Linked DNA regions of Mus musculus: regions 1, 2 and 4 are each linked to region 3. A link is a contact called in public HiChIP or PLAC-seq and promoter capture Hi-C data. All regions are on one chromosome and are shown on one strand. Each heading gives the region's core, a stretch centred on a gene start, on an enhancer-like site or on the middle of the called end of the contact. The rest is flanking DNA. Distances are from core to core; before and after follow the strand shown. Region 1 overlaps Cdh4 (cadherin 4). Region 2 overlaps Cdh4 (cadherin 4). Region 3 holds the start of Cdh4 (cadherin 4). Region 4 overlaps Cdh4 (cadherin 4).

Evidence for each region. Promoter capture Hi-C pulls out the DNA fragments that hold promoters and counts their contacts. HiChIP or PLAC-seq counts read pairs in DNA pulled down with a chosen protein or histone mark.
Region 1: an H3K4me3 HiChIP or PLAC-seq map of embryonic forebrain shows a contact between it and region 3, with 4 times the contacts expected there. The contact joins the enhancer-like site here to the promoter of Cdh4 in region 3. A contact is called at or near these places in 1 of 39 promoter capture datasets (hippocampal neurons), 9 of 115 datasets of contacts at active chromatin or transcription factors (craniofacial prominence, embryonic basal ganglia, embryonic forebrain and 5 more) and 1 of 9 other capture datasets (embryonic stem cells).
Region 2: an H3K4me3 HiChIP or PLAC-seq map of neural progenitor cells shows a contact between it and region 3, with 5 times the contacts expected there. The contact joins the enhancer-like site here to the promoter of Cdh4 in region 3. A contact is called at or near these places in 7 of 115 datasets of contacts at active chromatin or transcription factors (embryonic forebrain, embryonic hindbrain, forebrain and 3 more) and 2 of 9 other capture datasets (embryonic stem cells and liver).
Region 4: a promoter capture Hi-C map of hippocampal neurons shows a contact between it and region 3, with 2.4 times the contacts expected there. The contact joins the enhancer-like site here to the promoter of Cdh4 in region 3. A contact is called at or near these places in 2 of 39 promoter capture datasets (embryonic stem cells and hippocampal neurons), 2 of 484 Hi-C or Micro-C datasets (embryonic stem cells and nephron progenitors) and 8 of 115 datasets of contacts at active chromatin or transcription factors (embryonic forebrain, embryonic hindbrain, embryonic midbrain and 5 more).

Annotation. Positions count from the first base shown.
Region 1 is chr2:179,758,653-179,764,369 of GRCm38.p6, forward strand. All of the region lies in intron 2 of Cdh4 (cadherin 4), which reads left to right. Among named protein-coding and RNA genes, the nearest start is that of Gm36066, 42 kb to the right of the region's middle. Within about 2 kb of position 4,064, at least 16 of the 459 cell types and tissues checked have an H3K27ac peak or open chromatin away from gene starts, as enhancers often do. A contact at or near this core is called in embryonic forebrain, where this site is marked.
Region 2 is chr2:179,797,186-179,802,806 of GRCm38.p6, forward strand. It overlaps Cdh4 (cadherin 4), which reads left to right. Exons shown (of 16, transcript NM_009867.3): 4 at 273-443. It overlaps Gm36066 (a long non-coding RNA gene), which reads right to left. Exons shown (of 5, transcript XR_003953981.1): 2 at 2,739-2,965; 3 at 2,013-2,369; 4 at 749-800. Among named protein-coding and RNA genes, the nearest start is that of Gm36066, 3.6 kb to the right of the region's middle. Within about 2 kb of position 2,851, at least 25 of the 459 cell types and tissues checked have an H3K27ac peak or open chromatin away from gene starts, as enhancers often do. A contact at or near this core is called in neural progenitor cells, where this site is marked.
Region 3 is chr2:179,439,295-179,445,441 of GRCm38.p6, forward strand. Cdh4 (cadherin 4) reads left to right here and starts at 3,137. Exons shown (of 16, transcript NM_009867.3): 1 at 3,137-3,384; 2 at 5,406-5,517. The coding sequence starts at 3,328.
Region 4 is chr2:179,823,295-179,829,425 of GRCm38.p6, forward strand. The region is part of intron 4 of Cdh4 (cadherin 4); the gene reads left to right. Among named protein-coding and RNA genes, the nearest start is that of Gm36066, 23 kb to the left of the region's middle. Within about 2 kb of position 1,872, at least 36 of the 459 cell types and tissues checked have an H3K27ac peak or open chromatin away from gene starts, as enhancers often do. A contact at or near this core is called in forebrain, hippocampal neurons and nephron progenitors, where this site is marked.

The sequences.
Region 1 (5,717 bases), core at 2,814-5,313, 320 kb after region 3:
CAGACGTGCTCCCCATCTCACAGCAGAGCTCCCCACCTCACATCAGTGCTCCCTACCTCACAGCCCTAGTTTAGAGAGCAGCATCTGTGCTCTCTCCCATTTCAAAGGACCCCAAGGGTGGGGCCTGGGTGGGAAAAGCAGAGCCTTATGATTTTCCCTGGCGTCTCCCAGCTCTGGCTGCTCATGTGAATATCCTCCAGCAGGCTGCTTGCTCTGCTGACAAAGTCTCTGAGCCGGAACCTAGGGAAGGTCTAAATTGGGAGTTGAGGGAGCAGAGACTAGCCGGGAGGCTCTGGCTGTAAGGCATTGGCTGGGTTTTTCTGCATGCGGTGTGTCAACAGTGAAAAATTACATCACTAACAGCCAAGTCAAATACCCCAGTTGTGTCAAGATTCCCTAGATGTGATGTGAGGAATAGCAGCCTCTTGAAAATGTCGCATTGCTTCCATGTGTGCCTGCAACTTCTTTAGACGGGCACTGGGTACGCTGCCCACATTTGCATTCAAGGTTGACATTACTGCTCCTCCCTCTTGGCAGAGCAACCACACATACTCACACACACATACACATAGATACACACACACACACATACTCATAGATACACACACAATACACACACAGACATACACACACTCACACACACATACCCACACATACACTTGCATACACACCTACACCTGTACATACTCACACGCATACACATGCATATGCATACACACATATGCACATACATAAACACACACATACACATACACTCACATGCACATACACATAGACACACACACACATATATACACACACACACACATACACACAGTCACACACACATACAGCCCTCTTCTGAGTCCTTGTCAACCAAGGGAAGCAGAGAGGAGAGCATATGGGCTCTAGGGGAGTGCCCCTCCCCTGCTCCTGAGCTGGGACTCATAGAAGGTGCTTCCTGCTCTAGGACTCCCACTTCCTTAGCTGCAAGGAGCAGTCAATATATATGTCTCACAGAGCTCCTGGGAACACCTCCTGGTGGACAACAAACAGCCCACACTAGAACCAGCACCCACCCCACACAGGATGTGCAGAGCCTCCACCCAGAATGAGACTAGCTGCCCCAGGGAAGCCATAAGATAGCCAGCAGCCAGCCTCATGGAGCTAGGAGTGGGCCAAGCATCAACCTGGAAACTCTCCTCCTCAGCAACAAAGGATCTAAGCTTGAGGATAATTCTAGAAACATCTCTCATTCTTCCCTCACCAGAGCCTATGACAACTTCTCCAAACTCACAGCACTCGATCTTCCCCCTGCCGCTCTGAGACTTTGTCCTGGCTGCTCAGGATGGCACAGGGACATGAGTGACAGACATCTGGCAGAGCCGTGCACTCAGCATTTAGGGAGCATGCCACATGCTTGTGCCGAAAGCCTCTTCTGCCCTTTAGGCATATTCCCAACCTATAGCATGTAGTTGGAGGTACTGTGGTTGGAAGGGACCCTAAGAAACCACTACCTCCTGCCTCCAAGGATGGGACCTCCACTTTTATACACGCCTGGGAATGGAGGCCAGCCTGGTCAGTGCCCAAGTCCTGAGGATCTTTCAAGCTCCTGGACACCGTGGTCCCTATCCAGCACCCCCTAGACCCTACATCCACCCCTGCTGAAGATGGAGAAGTCCCTCACTCACTCAATACCCCACTTGCCAGAGGTAGGCCCTCCCAGCCAGTATCTGGGCCTCTGCCTTCCTGGAAGATGTTACTTGCTCCTATTATGAAGGTAGAGAGAGTCCATTCTAGGAGATACTTCAGTCTGTGCTCCCAGGAGCATGGCAGGCTTCCCTTGAACCCCCAGTCCTGACAGGTGTGAAGGGATCACAGGCATGAGGATGGGGGTGGGGGTATACTTCTGCCCCTGTAATAGCCATGCCTTAGCAGCTCCTCTGGGTCATACACGTGGTGCAGATGCCGTCATTAGCAAGGCCCACTGCTAGGTCTGGACCTTGAGGCACAGCCTCTGCCCCGTGTAACCTCCACTGCTTAGAATCTGCCTCCGCGTCTCTCTCAGGATGCTCCTTACTGCCCTGGGTCCACGTCTCTCTCAGGATGCTCCTTACTGCCCTGGGTCAGTGGTCAGCCCCAGGAGATCACTGAGATCGGAGTAGAGTGCCTAGCATATCCCATCCCGACCCTGCCCCATCCTCTTCTGTGGGTGAGCCAGATGTTACTCCTGGAGTTCCAAGCATGCTGAGGCCAGGAAGAGGCAAGTATAGTGAAAATGAAGTGGGTGTAACAAGGGCTCAGCCTGTCCTGAAATGCCCCGAGAGGTTGGTACACAGGAGGCCTGCCTAGCAGGGCTGCTCTATAAACCTGGGAACTACTTCTCACTAAATTGGTAGTGGTTGGTGGATTTGATACATTATTGCAATACCTGCTTTGAATAGAAATAACATTGTGCTGTCAAACCATCAGCTCAGTGGGGAATCTAGGCTCCTAGGTGATTCAGTAGGGCAGCAGCTGGCACTGTGTTTGAATGTAACATGTTCTAGTAAGATGGGGGTCTCTGCAACATGGACACTTATGGCCTGGCTGCAGGTCACAGGAGGGGACCTAGACAGTGTCCGACTATAGGGGGTTGTGGTCCTGTGGGGATTGGGGCAGCAAGGCTTTAGTGAGGGAAGAGCCCCCCCTAAGCTGACTGAGGAGTCTATATGGAAGCTGGCCTGTGTGGAAACGCCTTAAACAGAGACGACTCAGGTTAGTTCCCCTTCCCTCCTCAAGGCATCACAGCTTCTCAAAGCATTGCTAGAGATCTGTGCAGAGCCCCCTCCCAACCTGCTGCAGAGGGTCTCCCAGAGCCCAGCCTCACCTCACCCAACCCCCCAGCTCTGGCAATTACACATAATTCCCAGCAGTGCGTGTCATGATGGGATGGGTGATCAGATGCAGCAGCACTGTCCCTGGACCTCAGTGAGACCGAGACCCTCTCAGGAAAGACACAAGAGCTGAGTGCTCCCCTGATAATACCCTAGGGCCCCAGGAGGGAGAGGAAGGAGGAGGCCTGCTGGCCCCTTCCCACTGCGCCTCTCTCTGCCTTGTCCAGCCTTCATGCTTATCCATCTTCCATTCCTCCCTGGCCCACAGCACAGCCCACAGGGGTTGGCCAGCTCTAGGACCGACAGGGGCCTCCCAGTGGGAGAATGCAGGAGCTTGACAGAGCAGGAAAAGAGAAACCCTCCCAGCGCAGAATGCCAGGCTCTCACTCCGAGCTGGAGACACGGCTTTCTCAGCTCCAAATTCCTGGCCCTCTACAGGTCAGGGATTTACCTGATCCAGATCAAGCTGACCTTGAAGGCTCTCCTGACAGCCAGTATCAGCTTTCCATGATAGCCCACAGCCTTGGGAGGAGACCTTGGCTATTCCCATGGGGACTCTCGAGCTATGGGCTGCCTACTCTCCAGTGGGGCACCCTTTACTGCCATCCCTCCTCTGAGAATCTGTCCCTCTTCCCTGGGTCAGGCTGCTCCTGGGTCCGGACCTGACCTAGGTGTGTGGGGTACGTTTGTTCCCGAAATGATGAAGCCTGATGGTAGCACATGTGGATTCACAGGAAGGTGGCAGTGCTGGCACCCTGGGGCATTCTGCCTCACAGCTTTTCTCCCTGCAGCACCGAGTGCACATTTTCAACCTGGCCCAGACTCCATCCCAACACACTTTGTACTCTCTCCTACCTCCTACAAGGTTGGGATGAAGCCCTCCTCCCCAACCTGGACTCCCTTGACTAAGTCTGAAACTACTCCCCATCATATTCCCATCCTGCAGACAGGAGAGCCTGGGGGTGGAGAGCAGGCCCAATTATTCTAATCCTGAAAGCTTCAATGGAAACATTGTATCCCTTCTGGCCCAAGTCCTTCCAGCCAAGCTCAGCCTCCAGCCCCTTCCCCTACAACACCATAGCCGGAGGTGTTCCAGTATTTTTACATCGGTACCAATGAGTAATGAAAGTTATACAAAGGCTGCTCCCCAGCAGATGGGCTGGACGGCCAAGCTGAGCCTGGTTCTGCCTGCTTCCCTGCAGGCGGCAGGCTCCACTGGCAGGCAGACAGCCTCCACCTGGCACATGGCAAGCTCAGAGTCAGAGCTCAGAGAATGGGAGGAGACGCAAGGCTAAGTTAACAGACCACGGCACCCAGAAGGCTTGCCAGCCACTCCAGAGCCCTGCTGTCCAAAAACACTGTCAGGAATGGGCCATCACCTCCCCGTTTTATACCCACAAAGTGCAGAGGAGTGTGGTGCTAGTATCTTAAGAAGGGCAGTACTTCCACAGCAGCTCACTGCTTGCCACCTTTGGGAAGCCTGGAGTATCGGGTGGAGTCAGAGGCAGGGGGGTCCTTATTTTTTTCCCCCACAGATGGCACAAGCTAATTATCCTCATTTGCAGAGCACCTTACACCTCTGTAGACTTTTTCAGAATGTTGGAAAACAGATGATTGTGTCTGGTTTTGTAGCCGTATGCGGACTTTTTCATTAGCAGGATAAGGCTGGACCATCTGTGCTTCCATGTGAAGTTTGCCGCCAGCCACACATTAGAAACTTTGAGACAAAAGCTGAGGAGGACGGTTCTAGCTGGCCATAAGCAGCCAGCTCCTAACTCCCCAGATGCTCGCCAGGGTCCTGGGATTCAGAGTTGACAATGGGTGGATCCAAACCCATGGAGAGCTAGAAAGCTCAGCTGGTGGGTCTGAGGTCCCTCAGAGCTCTCCCTGGTTAGCCCTGACTGGATGGTTTCCCAGTCCAAGTTCGTGCTAGCCACTTAGGACTTCCCAGGGGAAAAAAAAAATCAATAACCAGAAATCCCTGTAGTAAAAACTCATAACTAGTCAAAATACTGGGCATAGGTAATTAACTGTGTGTCCAGCTGGGGACGCAACATCCATATCAGCCTGCCCCACCCAAGGCTCAGGGACATGGAGGATGAGGGGTCAGAGGCTGGGGAGGGGCACTGTGACATGCTGTCATCTGACACATGTAAATACTGTACTCATGAACTCACACATACTGTGGTCACCTGCACAGCATCAAACTGGCCAAAATTCCAACATGGATGGCAGAGGGGCCCCCAAGGTCCACCTTTGGCAAAGCAGATGTTGGAAGTTGACATCTGTTGAGGGAGGGACAGTCACTCGCCTTTGGGAATGTACTCAAAACACATTGTATAAATGTATGACATTTTCAAATAATTAAATTGTAAATATGTTTAGGTTCCTTTGCTGTGTGTCCTCCAATAAGTTAGCTGCTGTCTCTGAGCCTGGTGTCCTAGACTGACAGGCACACCAAGTTCCCAGTCCTATAACTGACATGATGGTGAATGATCATAGAAGGTGAGTCCTATCTGGAAAACTCCATGAAGTACATGGAATGGGAGCCTCCACCTGCCTGGCTTCAAGGTCAGCCTCCTGGGCATAGCCCTCTTGGGGAGCTCCCAGTCTGTGCCCCATAGCCCACTCTAGCATGACTTCCCAGGGTTAGGGCAATGAAGTTAGACTCTGTCCAGCAAAGGAGAGCTCCAGTGCACATTAAGATATCACGGCCCATCAGAGCCTGGAACATCACTCGGTCAGTGGCCAGGGACCACTTGCCACCTTGCAGTCACCTGCCTGCAGAGCAGAGGTAGAAAGGGAAATATGGATGCTATGAGTGTGGAAGGATGTAACTCAGATGTAACAAAGAGCTTCCCT
Region 2 (5,621 bases), core at 1,601-4,100, 360 kb after region 3:
ATTCATGGAAGATGTAGCAAGCTGTGAATGCTCAGCACCTATTGGGGTATGAACAATCTATGTATGCTCTCTTCTTGTTATAAAAGAAATTATTAGTTTGCCAAAACTCTTTATATAGGGGCTAGTTTCCCTTTGTAAGTTTTCTTTTGAATCATGTTGCTTAGCCCAAAGCCATGGGTTCCATGCTCAACACCAGTAGGGTGAACACAGAACCTCCTAACAGATGTCTTTGTACAAAACCTAACCTGGCTTCTCTGACTCTTCTCTCTCAGAAAGGGCAGACAGTGGCCCTAGACCCCTCTCAGCCGCCAAATGACACACTGCTGCCATGGCCTCAACATCAGAGCTCTGGTGGGCTGAGGAGACAGAAGCGTGACTGGGTCATCCCACCCATCAACGTTCCCGAGAACTCCCGTGGACCCTTCCCTCAGCAGCTTGTCAGGGTAAGTGGGCCTCGGCTGTTCTTAAGGCTGGTCTGGAGATGTCTCTTCTGGGCACTCCAGAGCCAGGGCAGGTTCAAGGTGTGGGAGGCACCGTTGTAAAGAGACAGGAAATCACAGATCCAAGGTGATGCTCTTCCACCAGGCTGACAGGCCCTCTCTGGTTACAGCGACTCCTCCGGGGATTATTTGCGTACCGCTGTCCTGTCTGTGGAAGCCTGTGTGATTTCCAGTTGTGCCCTCTTTGGCTTCTGACACCTGTCTGTGATCTGATTGTCTGTGTTTTTCCATGTGGGGCACTTACACACCTGTAACAATGGTCACCATGATGAAACTCCAGGACATGATCATGGAAAATCCCTATGGAAATAAGGATTTTGAGGTGTTACAAGGGTCATGGGTGGCCAGAGTATGCAGAAGGAGACATTCTCATGGTTTCGTGTGTTGTCTGTTCCTTTCCTAGCAGACCAGGGTGTGTATTTAGTGTGCCGGTATCACCATAGTCTCCAGCATCTTGTATCTCTATCATGATCCCCAGCGGGTTTCCTAATCTATCCAAGAGTGACAGGGGCTTTACAGCAGAAACTCTGGTTCATGCAGCACACACCCAGGGAAACTCGGTGGCAATGTCCCCGGCTCAGTGCACACTCTCACCACATGAGGCTTTTCTGAGTGTACACACCCCCTGGAACTGCCCTGCGAGTCAGCGTCAGAGCCTAGAGGTAGCTGTGGAGGATGGAAACTCCACTGTGGGGCCTCAGCTCCCACAGTGCTGTACACAAGCCTCAGCCCTCCCCAGACAGCGGCTGCCTCTGGTGATCACTTCTGCTCTCATGGCTGGAGGGTTTTCTCCAAGTCTTTCACCAATTTGTTTGGAAGGCGTTACATCCAGCCATGACTGCAACATTGCATTGTGTGTCATGTGGAAGGTAGCTATAAACATGAACGTGAACATGGCACCTGCCCAGAACATCTACCCGAGCCTCCCGTGAGCCTAGGGGAGGCCATGGGAACAGCAGAGTGTCTGAGAGATTCACCAGAATGCTATAGACTCTCCTGAGCCTCATCAGGTGGAAAGGAAAATGGTTTGGGATGGCACGGGTGTGTGTGTGTGTGTGTGGGGGGGGGGGTCTGTGTCACTCAGCTCAGCCATTCTTCCTCAGAGCTGGCTCATTTTTCTGAGATAGGCCAGTTTCAAAATCTCAAAGGCTCTCTGGCACACAGGTGTGAACTGAGTGGGCCCAGGCAGCATGTGGCTGCGGCAGGGGGAGGGGAGGGGGTTATTCTTGTAAATAAGTTGCAAGCAGAACATTAATTGACAGCTGCCAATCAGATTCGTCCCCAGCCTCCAGGAAGGTCTGTTCTAAGTCACTCTCCTAGTCAGTAAGTGACAAGTGTTGAGGGCTCTGGTCTGCTTGCATACCAAAGGTGTGTTCCAGGATGGGGACAGAGCTCAGAAACACTGCAGTTTCCCTAAGCCCTCTGTCTCTGTCCTACTACCTACAGACAGGGAAAGCATAACAAGACTATAGGAGGCCTTTGTGGGCAGAGCTGCCCCCCAGAAAGTGCTACCTTTAGGCCACTGGGGTTGGGGAGGAACAGTGGTGATTGATGCTGTCTGCTGTCCTCTGCTGGGCCTGGAGTCAAGACGCTTGGAATGCCTGACCCACATGAATGTGTCAGTGGTCCGGGATGGCCACTTTCTCCCAAACAGCAGAGGCCTGGATCCACTGTCAACTGGAGACCTCTCTGAGCTCACGGCATGTCAGAAGGAGCGGTCTGTGCATGGCCTTCCTTTAGGGATGGCTGCATAGCACAGGCTACTGGTCTCTTAAACATGGCGAAGTCTGTCTGGAGACAACAGGAGGCAGCAGGAGCTACAAGCCAGGCAGCACCAGCTCGTGAGGCTGGGAATCTGAGTGTCTAGACCTGGGAGGAGAGTAAAGGAACCACGTTTGGATTGTGTACATAGCAGGCTACCTCATATATACACCCCACCCCATACATGCATGCATGCATACCTGCATACATGAACACATAGCAACCCACTTCACATATGCACACATGCACATATACATAAACTTAATTAATGCATACATTCCCACTTCCTACACAACACACACATACATATATATATATATGTAAACAAGCACACCTTATACATACATAATGTATGGCCCCTACACACCAGCCATTTCAGACACATGCATACACAAGCCCACCTTGTACACATATATGTGCACGCCAGCCCACTCCATGCACACACACACACTACATCATTCCCACAGCTGCACCCACACCATGTTTCTGTTCCTGACTCTCGCAGAGCGCAGACAGTTACTCCGCGTGTACTCTGGTGTTTCATCGGCCGGAAGCCCCTGAGTTTCCTGTCGGTGTTCCAGGGCAGTGCTCCAAGAGCCCACACCAGAGCATGAATGCAGCTTGATGGGCGGGCAGCGGAGCTGGCACACGCAGAGGTTCAGCTGGGATTAGCTGCAGTTCCGTGCTCATTAAGGCATTTCATTCTGATAAAATATGTTAAATGAGAACGTGGGTGGAAGCAGAGGCAGAGTGTTCTTCCCAAACCCCAGTTAATTGCAGGCTTTTTCCTTGGAAGGAATAGTGTGTCTCTTCATAAGTGCTCACTCTACCCAACAGGGGACAGATCGCTGTGTGGACAGGAAAGCCTGGCAAGAACAGCTAGGAGGTTGAGCCATGCAGGTGCACAGTATGAGATGATCCACATGAGCTGAGTCGCACCAGTCCATGATGAAGCATGGGCTGAGCCACACGGGTCTGTGGCGAAGCACTGTGAGGCCACGGGGGGAGTGTGACTCTCGCCAACTGGACCGCTGGGCTGTGCAGGCTGATAGCAAAGTATGGCATGATCTCCCTGGTTGCACCTGCGGAGCTGGCCCGCAGTCTCTCTTCCATGCACAGGAGTGGCCGTGGTCCTGAGGAAAAATTACCCATAAGTCCCAGCCATCTTTGCTTCTCAGATGGGGGATGTGTGGATTAGCAAAGTGCACTCAGACGCCTATGTAGATGGCTGGGTTCCTAGTTTGGCATCGTTGAAAGAAAGTGGCTCTTTAGGAAACGGAAGGCAGGGAGAGGCACTCAAGAGGTGGCATTTGAAGGCCACAGTGTACAGGTGACACCAGCATCGTCCATACCACACTAGGGTATCAGTGAACAATTTCTAGCATACTGCACTTTGTGCCACCATTGGCACAAATCACAGAGCCTATTGGACAGAGACCTCCGAAATCAGGAACCAAAATAAGCCTCTCTTTATAGGTCAGTTATCTCAGGTGACATCACAGCAATGCAGGGCCTCTGAGCCACCCTGGAAAGCTCCCAGAGGGACAGTGAAAAACGTTGGACACGACCCCTAGCCTAGAATCCCAGCACTGGCTTAGAGAGCGTGGGGCACCCCTTTCCCTTTTGGAGATTTGGCAGGGAAGCAGAGAGCTCTCCCTTCCATGGCAGTCCAGAAACACAGGCCCTCAGCCTCTGCTTGTCCCTCCCAATTGGACTCCAGGTCTCCAGCAGTGCTGACAGCTTCTAACAGGATGTCAGCATGAGCTTTAAAAGCCACTCGCCACTTTGACGTGCTCATGAAGTTTGACTGCTGGCAAGATTCAGGGGAGGATAAAACAGGACTTGTAGCAAGAGGTCTGTTCCACAGCTGAATCTAATAAAAATTCAGAATTTGTTAACTGGGGAGGTTGTCCGTGGCGGCGGCACAAATTGACTGGAGACAGGAGGAGGAAACGCAGTGTTCTTGGGGGACAAGTCATTTAATTTTGGAAACTGATATTTGAGAAGACAAGAAGCCATGCAAACGGGCCCCTGCTAGAAAGTGAGCCCTGGAAATAGATACAGACAAGACTGGGGGAAGCTGTCACAAAACCACTCCATACAGGGACAGCGTCCTGCAGAAGGTGGCACAGGCAGTGTCTCAGCAGAGAGATCATAAGTAGCACTGGTGGGAGTCTTCAGAGGTCACCTGATCTGACGCTGATGGCCACAATAGCTTGACCAGGTAGAAGCCAAGTGTTTGCTTCTCTATTTTCACGTTTGTAACGTGCAGGTATGTGGGCACATGTGCGTAGGCGCATATGCCCACGTGCCAATTTAGGAATAAAAAAGCAGGAAGGGACCTAGAAAGAAAGCTCAATGGTCAACACCATGAGTCAATGGCTTGCAGAGGATTCAGTTCCCAGCACCCACACGGAGGCTCACAATCTTCTGTAACTCCAGTTCTGTGGGATTGGATGCCCTCTCCTGATCTCTGCAGGCTCCTGTACACAAGGGCTACACATAAACTCACACGGGCAAACACAAGGATAGATATAAGTAGGTAGGTAGATAGACAGATAGATGATGGGTAGATGGGTAGATAGATGGATGATTGATAGATGATAGATAGTAGGTAGGTAGATAGATGATGGGTAGATGGGTAAATAGATGGATGATTGCTAGATGATAGATAGTAGGTAGGAAGATAGACAGGTGATAGGTAGATGGATAGATAGATGGATGATTGCTAGATGATAGATAGTAAGTAGATAAATAGGTACGTAGATAGATAGAGATAGATAGATAGATAATAAGTTGGTAGATACAGGATAGGTAGATAGATAGACAGACAGACATTTTGTTTTGTAAAGGCAGAAAAAAAAAGCATGGAAGGCCTGTAGTGGGAGATAATGCTCGTACAAGCATGAGCAAAGCACACAGATTCTCTAATGGAAAGGGGATCCAAAGATGGTGCCTGAATTTGTTTGTCAGAGAGGAAAGTTTTGCATGATTAGGGATGCAGCAAGTTCCCCTTTCTGCTCAAAATTGACTGTTTTGTGCTACTGCAGGGGATTGGGTAATCTAGACAAAGAAAGGGAAACCTGGTTCTCACCACAGTAGGTCTGAAATCCCACCAAATAGTTCCCTCCAGCAGGAAAAAGCCACCAAGTCTTTGTCTTGGACAAGCAGAAGGAGCAGGAAGTAGCCATCTTAAATAGGGCAGTCTTCTTCCTGTCTGCGTCTGACTCCTCCTCCCTCAGTACCTTTTGCAATTCCACTGTTCTCAGGAAACTTGTCTTAGAACTAAGGCCTCAGCTCTAAGCCCCAGACATAGTGGGTATCAGGTGGCTTCTAGCTTGCTTATTTTCTAGATTACCA
Region 3 (6,147 bases), core at 1,887-4,386:
TGAATGAATGAATAAATAAATGCATAAATAAATGGAAAGAGTTTTTTACTATAGATTTTAGTATGGGCATTATGAGTCAAAGAGGAACTTAAGGAAAAGATAATAATATTGGCTCAACCCTATGATCCTCACAGTAAGGAGGCTGAGGCAGGAGGACTGCTGTCAGTTTGAAGCCAACTTGGGCCTTAAAATAAGAAAAGAAAGGAGGAGAGGAGGAGGGACGAAGGGAGGGAGGGAGGGAAGAAGGGAGGGAGGGAGGGGAGGAGGAGAGGAGGAGAGGAAGGAGGCTAGGGAAAAGGCAGTGTTGTTTGCTGCAGATGGAGCTTGGAGAATCTGTATTCTCACTAGGGCTCTGCATATTTCCTCCTGAGTAGAAGGATGACTTGAAGAGTGGCAGTGAGTGTATAAATGTGTGTGAGCATGTGAGTATGAGTGTAAGAGTTTGTGTGAGAGTGTGTGTATGAGTGTGTGAATGTGTGTGAGTGTATGAATGTGTGTGAGAGAGTATGTGAGTGTGTGAGTGTATGTCTGTGAGCGTGTGTGTGAGTATATATGAGTGTGTATGAATGTGTGTGAGTGTATGTGTCTGTGAGCATGTGAATGTGTGAGTGTGAGTGTAAGAGTGTGTGAGAGTGTGTGAGTGTGTATGAGTGTGTATGGATGTGTATAGATGTATGTGAGTGTATGAGTGTGTTTAAGTGTGTGTGAGAGTATATGAGTGTGTGAGCATGTGGCTGTGAGTGTATGATTGTGTAAGAGTGTGTGTGAATATATGTGAGCATGTGAGTGTATGTGTGTGTGAATGTATGTGAATATAAGTGTGAGTGTGTGTGAGAGAGAGTGTGTGAGTGAGGGGGGGGGTTTGTGTGTGTGTTATCCTATGGATTTTAGTAGGGAGTAGTGGGTGAGGGGCCCAAGAACCCATATTTTTAAACAAGCTCCCTTGGTCATGCTGGCCAGACTATAAGAAACAGGCTAGGACAGTCCCTGGAAAGAGCCGCTTTGTATTTGCCTGTCTCAGCACGCCCTCTCTGCTTCACTCAGAACAAGCCTGACAAAGCAATGCTCTCTGCTGGACTCGCATGGGTTACTGCAACGTTTCTGAGCCATGCTCTTAGAAACGTGGATTCCTGTAAGAAGCCTAAGTCAACGACTTGAATAAGTAAGTTTGGGGAATGCTGCCCGTGCATGGGCCCTGGGGTCTGTGTGCTAATGCTGGGAGCCCGTTCTTAATAAGTGAACCTTAAACTTCCCTCTGCCGGCTGTATAAAGGGAACCTTGTGAGTGCACACCTGGGGCAGATTAAATTACACAACCCTTCTATACTCACAGTAGGGCTGGTTAATGCTAGGATAGTAAGCTCTATCAGGAAGTCACAGTGCTTGTCTGGAGGGCCAAAACTCTCAGATAGATAACTGTAGGCAAGGGTGAGGTGTGCTGAGGAGGCACCTGCTTCCTCAGATCCATGGCTTGTCCCTCAAGTTGACATGGCTGTCTTCTCAGAACCTAAGCTGGAGAGAGGAGGGGCTCTTTCAGGTGACTTACTGTTGCCTTAGGTCTGGGCTAAGAACACAGAGTGGCCCCCACGGAGGCATCTCAATACAAGAAGAGCGAAGGAGCTGATGTGGGCAGGATGAAGTATGTTCAGGAGGGAGGCATCTCCTTAAGGGACATGTGCCCTAGAAGCAGAACAGAACTCTCCAAAAGGATTTGCTGCCATCTCCCCCTGACTGTACAGTGTGTCTGAATCTACAGGGTAGCTGTCTCCTCCAGGTCTCCATATTCCTTCTCACCTCCCCAGTAAGCTCACCGACTCGCCAAGCTGTACTCAAGTCTTGCTTTGGTCTGGGTACCTCTCTATCAAGAGTGAATGTTTCTTTGTCTCCCCAGGGAAGGACATAGAAGAGTCTGAAGACTGCCCAGCCAGCCATGCTAAGTTAGTAGCCTCTCTCATTCCTTAGCAGGCCAATACTGGGACAGTCTGTGGCATAGGGCCAGGTTGGCACAGGCTTGGTGTTCAGATACTTGGTGGTCCAAGCTAAACCCAGTCTCATACCTCTGGACAGAGCCCACTATGCACCCTGGGTTACCCTGATTTCCCATGGCTCGAGTACTAGTCAGGAGACCTAGGGTGTCATCCACCATAGTGGGGGGAGGGGGGGCAAGGAAGAAAAGGTCTCTCTGTCCAAGTTAACTATGACCTTGGGGCAACTTAATTCACTCTTCTCAAACCAGAACTATTGTATTCTGGACACAGATTTTCTCAGAAGAGAGACAAAGAACATTTGAAAAACATCTGAGCAGACACTCCACTTTTCTGTACATTGCTTAGCCAAGGGAGGGATGGGGAAGCCTTCACTCACAGTCCAAGCTGCCCTTATTTTTCCGCGAGAGCGATACGATGCTTAAAGAAATGCCTGCAGTCAGGGTTGGAAATTGCCCATGCGAAGCAAATGGAGCTGGCCTGCCCAGGGAGCTGACGTGCCTGACAGCTCTGCCCGCTGGAGTCCCTTCCTTCCTTCCGCGGCCTCTGATTTCTTCCTTGCCTATACAGAAGACCTAACTACATTTTGGCACACACAGAGGAATGGGTAGGAATCCTCCCAAACCTTGGAGGATAGCCAGAGCCAGGCCCACACTATAAGGGGTCAGCCGAGCCAGCCCAGCTGGAGAGTGACCCCTCCCCTCTCCCTCTCTTCCGATCCCTGAGCTGTTCAGAGGGCTGGAGGCCATCACAAAGGCCTGTGTCCGGAGACTTAGATGACACAGGGATGAAGGAAGTGTCCACTCTTCACTGTGGGCTCTGAAAAGAAGTTGACCTAACATCACGGTGTGATCACAAGCAGGGGTCCCACAATCTACAAAGGACATCTAACTTGCTGGGCAGAGACTACACAGTCTTCTTTGGTTCACACCGTCTTTGCTCCTAGAAACCCAGTCTCCCTGGCTTCGTCTGCTCATACAGGCCTCTAGTTGTCCCACGGGACTGAGGCCGCCCTGCCAGCGAGCAACCAGGCCAAGCGGCTGAGCGAGTGGGCGCGGGAGCGGCTCCTTTAAGGCCCGCGTCAGGCCCGGCCGGAGGGGCGGGGCCTCGGCGAGGCCGCCGCTCAGCTTCACCTGCAGTTCCGAGCGCGCGGAACAGAGGCGCGGGCGGCTGCGAGGCCGGCGGACGCACCGGCCGGAGGGAGCGCGCCGCCGGCCCACTTGGCCTGGCTCCCGGAGCCCGGGCGGCAAGTGCGGGGAAAAGCAGGGCGGGCGCGGGCGGAGCATCGCCGCGGCGAGGGAAGCCGGGCACCGGGCGAGCGCCGGGGCGGCGCGGCGGGGACGATGACCACAGGCTCTGTGCTGCCGCTGCTGCTGCTCGGGCTCTCGGGCGCGCTCCGGGTAAGTTGCCGCCTCTCCGATCGCAGGCGATCTGGGAACCCGTGGGGCTAGCTGGTGTCTCCCGGTCTTCTCAAACCGCCGCCCGCGCTGCGCGAAGCCGCTCGCTATCGGAGCGAGGAGCCGCGGAGCTGAGCGGGCGGGACCCTAGGTGCCATCTCGTTGCCCGATCTGCGCTCCGGGGCCGCCCTCCGTAGTGTAGTACTCGCCTCCGCCGCCCGGCAGTCGCGCATCCCGAGTTCCAGCCGCGCGCCGGGTCGGGTCGGCTGCGCGGGGCGCTCTCCCGGGTCCCGTGGGTGCCGCGGAGCTCGGCTGCAGTGGGAGGCGGAGGCGACTAAGGGGCGCGGGTTGTAGCCGCGGGGTCTAGCAGGTCCTCCCGACTTAGAGAGGGATCGGGAGGAGGGCGCAGCGGGAGCGCGAGGCACTGAGCCCGGGGACTGGAGCTGGACACACTCGCTGTTTCCGCACAGTCTCTGCGCGGTCTCCAGCCGGCTCCCTCGGTTAACTCCAGCTCGCTGCGGGTCTTCGGAACGGCTCAGCGGCAGCTCCCGCAGCGACCCTGGGCGGAGACCGAGTGGCCTGAACCCCCTCTCGTGGCCGATCGGTCCGGTGGCCTGCTCGCTGCCACGCCGAGGTATTCTCTGCGATGAACCAGGGTTGGCGACCGGCTGCTCCGAGGCCACCGGACCATCGCCTTGCGCGGGGAACACGCCCCGGGGGGACAGAAACTTTCCCGGCCGACTTTTGTCTCCCGCGGGCTGCAAGAGCATTTCAGAGCTGCGATCCCCAAGAACCAGATGTCATTCTGAGCTTGGCCGGGGGAAGATCCCCGACCCAGCCCTCCCTTTCCTAGCCTCCGGGGCCGGGTACTCGAGCCCGAGCTACAGGCTGCAGGCTGCGGGTGGCCTCCCAGCGGAACCCGGGCGGAGCTGTTGCGCGCAGCTGGAGGACTCGGCCGGCAGGGAGGCGCGTTCCGCTCTGGCGGCCCGCGAAGCTGAGACTGCAGGGTGCTGGCTGCGCCCCCGGCTCCCGGAGCTTGCTCACCAGGGATCCGGAGCCTGGTGCGCCTTCTTCTCCTTAGCGGAGTGGATTAGTGGGGACACATGCTATCTCCCTTGGTTCCTGGCAGCTTGGGTGGAACCCCTTGCCCATTGCCTTCCTTTCTCTAAAGATGCAGACTCCAGAGGAACAGAAAACCCTTCTGGTCTGTTAGAGGCTTCTGGTCTTTTCTGCTCTCCTGACGAGGCTTTAAATGGGGGCTTCAGAGTGAGCAAGAGTCCAGGACCTTGTGTGGGTGAACTTCACACACACACACACGCACACGCACACACACACACACACACGCACACGCACACGCACGCACGCACACACACACACACACACACACACACACACACACACACACACGAGGACCTTGCCTCCTTGCAGCCTAGTGGCAGAACTGGTCACTATCCGCTCAGCTTGGAAACAGCCCTGGAATCACTGAATTTGCCAGCTCCCTTTCTTGGAACTCCACCCCTGTGGCCTGCAGAGGGAGGCTTCCTCCTCACCTAGCCTAAAGGCAGAGCTCTGCAGCCTGGAGAGATGGTTCTTAGCAGAGCTCCCTCTCTCTCCACGGGCCTGGCTTTGCCTGTGGATGGGTGAACGACTGGTGATACCTTCTCCTCCTGCTGCTGCTGCTGCTGCTGCTGCTGCTGCTGCTTGCCCACTTCTGGGAACCTCTCTGCCTTTTCCCCCTGCCATTCGCCAATACGGCCCCTTTGGTACCTGGTCTAGGCATCAGCTAACCCTGTGCTTCCCATAAAAGTAGGTTCGGCTTTCCAGTTCGGGGAAACTCCTCCAAACCTGGGCCAATACAACCTGAAGTCCCCCAGAGAGCAGAGGATCACCACCCCACCTCTGGGTGGGGATGGTGCTTTACCTGCGCTCGTGGGCAGAGGCTTGTGAGGTGGCCATGACAAATGTAGGTTGGATTACATTGCTGTGAACTTAGGTTGGCTTAACAGTCTCCTTTCCATCCCCAGGCCCACCGTGAGGATCTTACAGTCAGAGAGGCCTGTAAGGCTGGCTTCTCCGAAGAAGGCTACACTGCGTTGATCTCCCCGAATGTCCTGGAAGGAGAGAAACTACTCAAAGGTAGTGTGGGGTGTTTGAGGGGTGGAGGGATGAAGTGGAAGGCTTGGCTGGCCTTGGAACACTGCTCTCTGCGGAGAGATGGCTGTGAAATCGATGCGGTTCCGGTGGGCCGTCTTTGCGTGTGCTGAATGATTCGGGAGGCCTGCCTGTCATTTTGGACTGAGGTGAATCATTTCCTGTACGACAAATGAGAATTTGGGTGGAACGCTGTCACCCAATGCTGTGCAGGGAGACTTCCTTTCTAAGTATTTTTATGTATGAGATGCAGGACTCTTAAATTATCCCCACTTCGAAATGCGTGACAAAGCAGACGATGTTGTTGGGAGCTCGGTAAATAAGCCCACAGACGTTCTGCTCACAAATGTGGCATGTGGCTTTCACGACTGCCCCTCCAGTGACAGAAAAACCCACGGGGAACGGTATCCATGAGCTTCTGGAATGGCGGTGTGCAGGGGGCAGAAGGAACTAGATGGCTGGAAAACTCATTGCAAGCCTATCTGTTTTCCTTTTCCAGACAAACTGATTAAGCTCTTTTTGGTTTCATAGGGCAGGAGATAAGAAGCTGGGTTCTAGGGGTTTACAGTCTAAGAGCTCTGGCTCGTGACCTCTAGTTTCCTAGAAGTTTGAACT
Region 4 (6,131 bases), core at 622-3,121, 380 kb after region 3:
TTCTTTAATTGTTTAATTTGTTGATTTTGTATGTGTAGTGTATGTTGTGGGCACACATGTTCCATGTGTGAAGGTGGGCATTACTTGTGGGAGTCAGTCTTCCCTTCTACTATTTGAGTCTCCAAGCCATCTTGTCAGCCCTGACCCACTGAGCCTGTAACTGGCCATTCCAGCTACACTAGCTGGTCCTAAGCCTGGGATCTGCCTGTCCCTGTCACTGGGTTACAGGTGCAGGCTGCCACACTCAGCTTTTAAGTGGGCACCAGAGGTCTGAACTGAGGTCCTTGTGCGTGTTTGGAAAACACTTTACCCACTGAGCCATCTCCCGTGCTGCGATCCACCATGTCTATGCATAGGCTCCTCCCAACCCTCCTCCACACACAAAGCCTGAGATGCGCCACGTTCCGGCTTCCCATCATGTCCAGGCTGCTTCCTCAGGGCTTTGCTTATCAGACCCTGCTGGTCTCTCCCTCCCATGCTCACTTTCTCCTGTTCTGACGCTGTGTGCCTGACATCTAAGATGCATCCACGCGCCCCTGAGTCCACTGAGTAGTCACTCTCTGACAGTGTATGTAGCACACACACCTGGCTGGACACCTGACCAGTGCTGCCTACTCTCAGCTGCACACAGTGTGAATGCTAGGACGGGGAAGTGGGTTAGAAGGTGGATGTTAGAGAGCTGTGGCTGCCCCAACAATCTCCCTGCTTGTCATAGGAGCTGGTGAGGACATGCTGAGCCCTCCATTACCAGAACTTCAGTGACCACTGTAACCCAGGCATTCACAGCTTACAGCGCATGGCCACATGGAGAGGCTGCTGTCCTTCTGCCCCAGCAGTCTGAGGACAGCCTTCCAGGTCCAAATTCTACAAAGCAGGAAATTGCTATGTGGGTCCTTCATGGGCTTAGGCCTGAGCCTTGGGACTAGAACAAAAGGAAGGAGCATGCAAGTGTTCCCCACCCCCACCCCACTCCGACCCCACGCCTGCACAGCTCCATCCCTGACAGGAGACCTCTAATGATTCAACTCAGCAGTGTACTCATCTGCCTGTTATTCTTCCAGCCTGGCCCCGTGAGGCTGCTAAAGATGGCCACGGTGCTGCACTCGGATGTCCCCTAACACCTGTGTCCAGTGAACGCTCCTGTCTTTCCAGTCACACAGCTTCGTCCTTCCCTGAGGTCTGCATCTTGCACTTGCCCTTACCTGGAAGGGTTCTGCCCACATCTGCTAGACCCTCTGGTGTAGCATCTGTACCAGGCAGGGAGGGGTCCAGGTTAGCAGGCACAAAGGACCACAAGAGGCCTAGAAACTACGCCTTCAGGAAAAAGATTCGGACTGACAGTGAATAAGCTCTACAGCCCAGGTTTCAGGTGTGTTTGTGGCCCATCACTCATGCCTCCCAGGGAACGTTTCGAATGCATTTGCATGCTGTAGCCTCCCTTGGTTCTGTGATTTATCATGTCTCCCCCAAATACATCATTAAGATGATCATATGCATTTAGGAAGGCGGCCAGGCTGAAGCCCAGCACTCCCTTCACAGTGCCAGCCCCCAGCGCTGTTTTGCTGTGATTTAGTGCCGTGTGCATCCGTGGGGAGAAAGCATCACTTTAAGAACCACGTGGGGTTCCCTCCCTCCGCTGCTGATTCGTATAATTTATATGAAGGCTCTGAGCCCCCCACCGAGCCGGGATGACTCGTGATACACATAATTACAAACCCTTCTTCCAGCATCGTGTGCTACGTGAAGACATTTTGAAAAGAGCTATTTTGGTTATGTTGATGAAATGCATAATCTCTGGGGAGCCGGCCAGGTAGCCGTTAGCCTGTGGCTCGCAGTATCCACCCAACCAATGGGAGCTGTGAAAGGACATGGGTGGGCGGGGCCAACAATTTTGACTGACTTTGAACAGGGTGGAGACCAGCGTTTGGAGTAAGGTATGCTACAGCCTTCAGAAAAAGACTTTGAATCAGGCCCCTGCCTCCTCCACTGACTAATAAACTGTCCCGGGGACAGCTTGAGATGGCCAGGATATGAAGGAAGGGCCCTCCTCTCCTAGGATCATGTTCTGTTTGGGGAAGTTAGTCACCTATGGGAGGAAGTCTGTAATAATCCTTAAAAATTCCACAGTGTTTGTGAGTCTGGGGATACGGCTCAGGGGGCAGTTCTCACCCAGCATGCCTGATCTTCGGTGTCACATCAAGTCAGGCGTGGTGGCACATGCCTGTAATTCCAGCACTCGGGAAGTAAAAAGGAGAAGATCTAAAGTTCAAAGTTACCCTCGTCTACTTGAGACCCGTCTGGGCTACATGAGACTCTGACTCAAAAAAAACAGTGGGGGCAGAGGAGACGACTCAGTGGTTAAGAGCACCAGCTGTTACTCAGCTCTTCCGAGGTTCAATCCCAGCATCCACACAGTGACTTGGAGCCGGCTGTAATTCCAGTTCCAGGGAATCTGATGCCCTCTTCTGATATCCATGGGCACCCGGCAAACACATGGAACATATTCATGCATAAAAGCAAAACATCCTTGCATATAAGATAAAAAAATTAAATATTAATTAAAAATAAAACCTTTTTTGTATCCCAGGCTCATCTGAACATATTCTCCAGTTTTAGGATGGGGGGACGGGGTGTACGAAGAGCAGTGGCAAACAGAGAAAAAGATGACGCAGTGCAGGTTGGTCCATTCCCCTCACCAGCCCCCACTCCCTGCTGTGTCCAGGGGCAGCCTTGGCAGGTGTCTATGCCAGGACAGGCTATGGGGAACAGGTTCAATCCCATAGATGAGACAGGCACAGGAAGCAAATGTCATTTCTGCTCCTTGACCCTGAGGTTTGACCCTCCCTGCGCTTCAGGTCTGTTCAGGATAATGAGGTGACCTTGCTATGTAGGGAAGGGAAGCCCACAATTGTAACATACCCTCTCAACACCATCTTTAGGGCTCTCCGTGCCCACACTCTGACACTATCCTCACTAAACTTAAACACCCAGCCCCAGGAAGCATTGTCCGGCTTTCTGACCCCAACAGGGGCCTCGAACAATGGAATCCACCATGCCCTTCCATGTCTCAGGCTCATTCGCAGGAAGCAGGTATCTGTTTTCTTCTGTCCTCAGACACCATCAGCCCATGGCTGAGGCCATATCTGTCAGTGTCTTTCTGTGTCTCAGCTCACTGAGCGACTCTAGTGTCTACATTCTGGCTGTTCTGAATGACACCATTGCGATGTACCTGTGTGTAGCCTCTTATAGCTAAGTGCAGGGCTGGGGAGATGGCTTGGTCAGGAATGTGCTTGCTAAGCTACCATGAGGACCTGAGTCCAGATCCGTACCACCCAGGTAAAACCTGCCAAGCACTGCATTTCATCCTTGTAATCCCAGAGCTCGAGACTGGAGACGGGTAGATCCCTGGTGCTCTCTGGGCAGCCAGCCTAAACTAATCACCAAATTCCATGTCTTATTGAGAGATCTTGTCTCAAAAAAAATAAGGTGAGACTCCCCCAAGAAATGACAGGTTGACCTCTGGCTTCCATGTGTACACACACACATGCAGCACATACACACAGACAGTGCATCTGGGCACATGTGGGTTGTGACTGTCAGCTTGGACAGTGTAAAACCAGGTCAGGAATGGCTGAGAGGGTTGTTTAAAATTATGATGTAAGAGTGCGTAGGGCATGCCCCCGCCCACAGTAAGCGCTCACTGTGGAGACAAAATGGGGTTGATGCTGACATGGTGCTGATGTGGGACTGGGGCTGAGCTGGGGGGGGAGTGCTGAGCTGGAGGGGGACTGACTTGGGACAGGGAGTGAACTGAAAGGGGACTGACTCGGGGTTGGGGCTGACCTGGGGCAGGGGCTGACCGGGGCAGGAGCAGATATGGGCTCCATTGTGGACTGATGCTAATACAGGGCACGTACTGGGCTGGGATAGCCTGGCCTGGGTGGAGTTTGGCCACTGTAGCATCCACTACAGTAATAGATGAAACCATGCTGTAGGGATCAGTTTGTAACACAGTAAACAACAGCTCTCTTGAGTTCTCAGAGCCCTGTCCCGCCCCAACCCTGCGCCTGCGTACACTGCTGTGCTTTACCTGGTAAAGTCCTCTTCACTGAGCTAAGCTTGAGTTCACCTAAGAGATGCTGGCAAAATGCTGGCCCCTGTGCAGATGAGGAAGACATGAACTCAACGACACATGATGTCCTTAGAGCGAGAAGATGGCCTACTGGTGGCTGCTTTTCAATATGTAATATTCCTTAGGTTTTTTTTAATGCATAAAAATTAATTAAGATGGTTTCGCCCTCGCTTCACTCATCGTGGCCCTGCGTTTGGTTATCAATGATTTGCTTATTTGATGCTTCTGCGCTGTCGGCGCCTGCACCCTGGTACTGGTCCAGTAGCCGGAAATGTCGTTGCCTGTGAGCTGTTTTTAGCACAGCACTCACCCTGCCATGTTCACTGTGACAACGGACTCTATGGTGGCAACAGTGGGGATAGACAGTCTCATAGGACAGGAGGGCGGGCGCCATGTTCATACGGTAAGAATAACTACCGTGCGCTAAGATGAAACCTGAAGGTGAGAGAAGTGGCTGATACAGCTGTCGCTCCCAGGACTGTCACCAGCACAATCTCCAAAGTATTCAGTGGTGCTTCCTAAGTGCACAGCACCAAGCAGAGACTACTGGGCTGGGCTCCAGCCTCAGTAAACACATCTCTTAGAAAGACCCAGAGGTTATCTTCCCCAAAGCCCCTTCCCTCCCCATCCATGGAGGGTTACACTAGAGCCCTTCTGGCTTCACTGAGCTCAAGGCCAGAGATCCATTTCCATCAAGTGTGACCCGCCAGAGGCCACTGAGTTTGTCAGAGTGGTCAACTGCCTCGTTGCTTCCCCTGACTGATGAGGTCAGCCTGGCTTGGGTCAGACCTCAGACACAGAAAAAGCCCTTCACCTCTTCCCCGTCGGTTTTGAAAACAAATCCGCCAAAGCAGGTTAAGGGTCACACATCGTCTGCCCACCAATCTCCAGCCAGTCTCGGGAGAGGGCTAGTGAGAGTCACGGCTCCTCGGAAAAGTGGCAGAGACCTTGCAGGCTTACAGAGACTTACCACACGGAAAAGCTTTGTAGTTTTGGAGGTTGCAGGGGTACAGGCAGGGGACACAGGAAAGGCCAAAGGTCAGCATGGCTCTGTGGGCCACTGCTGAGGAATCCTCTCTCTCCCAGCTGGAGAAAGCTGATCTTTCTGTCTTACTCAGGCTTTGGGTGATAGGGTGAAGCACACTCCATCAACACGCATGCCCTTCCCCACATGGGAAGGGCAGTGACTACACAATGTTCATAGGGGCTCCACAGAAAGACCAGAACAGTGTTGGGCCATGTGCCCGAGAACCTGTGGCCCAACCAGGCTGAGGGCAGAAACTATCCCTGGAGGAAGCCGAGTCCCAGGCCTCCGGAAACCTGGTCCAGTGGCCCACATCAAGCCATCCATCCTCTTTCTAGGTGGTTGACACTCTGATTGTGACAGTATTTCCCAGCACTGGGGTACACACCAAAGCTTGGTGGGGTCCTGTCAAATATCACCCTGGGCTGACTTGATCACAGCACAGAGTCCACAGTGAATACTGGGGAGTCCTGGTTCTGACTGGTTGCCTGTGACAGGCCCATTCCTCCAAGTTCAGCATAAGCAGGAGAGCCAAGAATGTTAGAAAGCGCTGCGACCAGCTGGCGAGCAGCAGAAATAGAAACCCAGGCATGGGAGAGACCCATTGTTAATGCAGAAGGGGATTGGGTCACAGGGGTCTGTGCACCATCTGACAGGCCATCAGGAGAAGAAGTGCCAGAAGCCAGAGCTGTCTGTAGAGAGAAAGGGTGTCCCCAGGGCAGCCTGTCCATCTGCCTGAGTGAGCCAGGGAGACAGGCCACCATGCTGGGGCAAACTGGGCAGGAGGTCAGGCAGTGCCTGCCAAGGACCCTGCAGTCTGTAGTTGTCAGATGCGCGGAGCACATTCTCTCGGTCCTGTCTGAGGCTGGGATCCATCACAAGCTGGAGATGTCCAAGCCATTTCTCCAAGCCTGACCTGGAGTTCAGACCTGAGATCTCAGAGTTTGGCCCAGTGGTCATGGGAAGGGGAGGAGA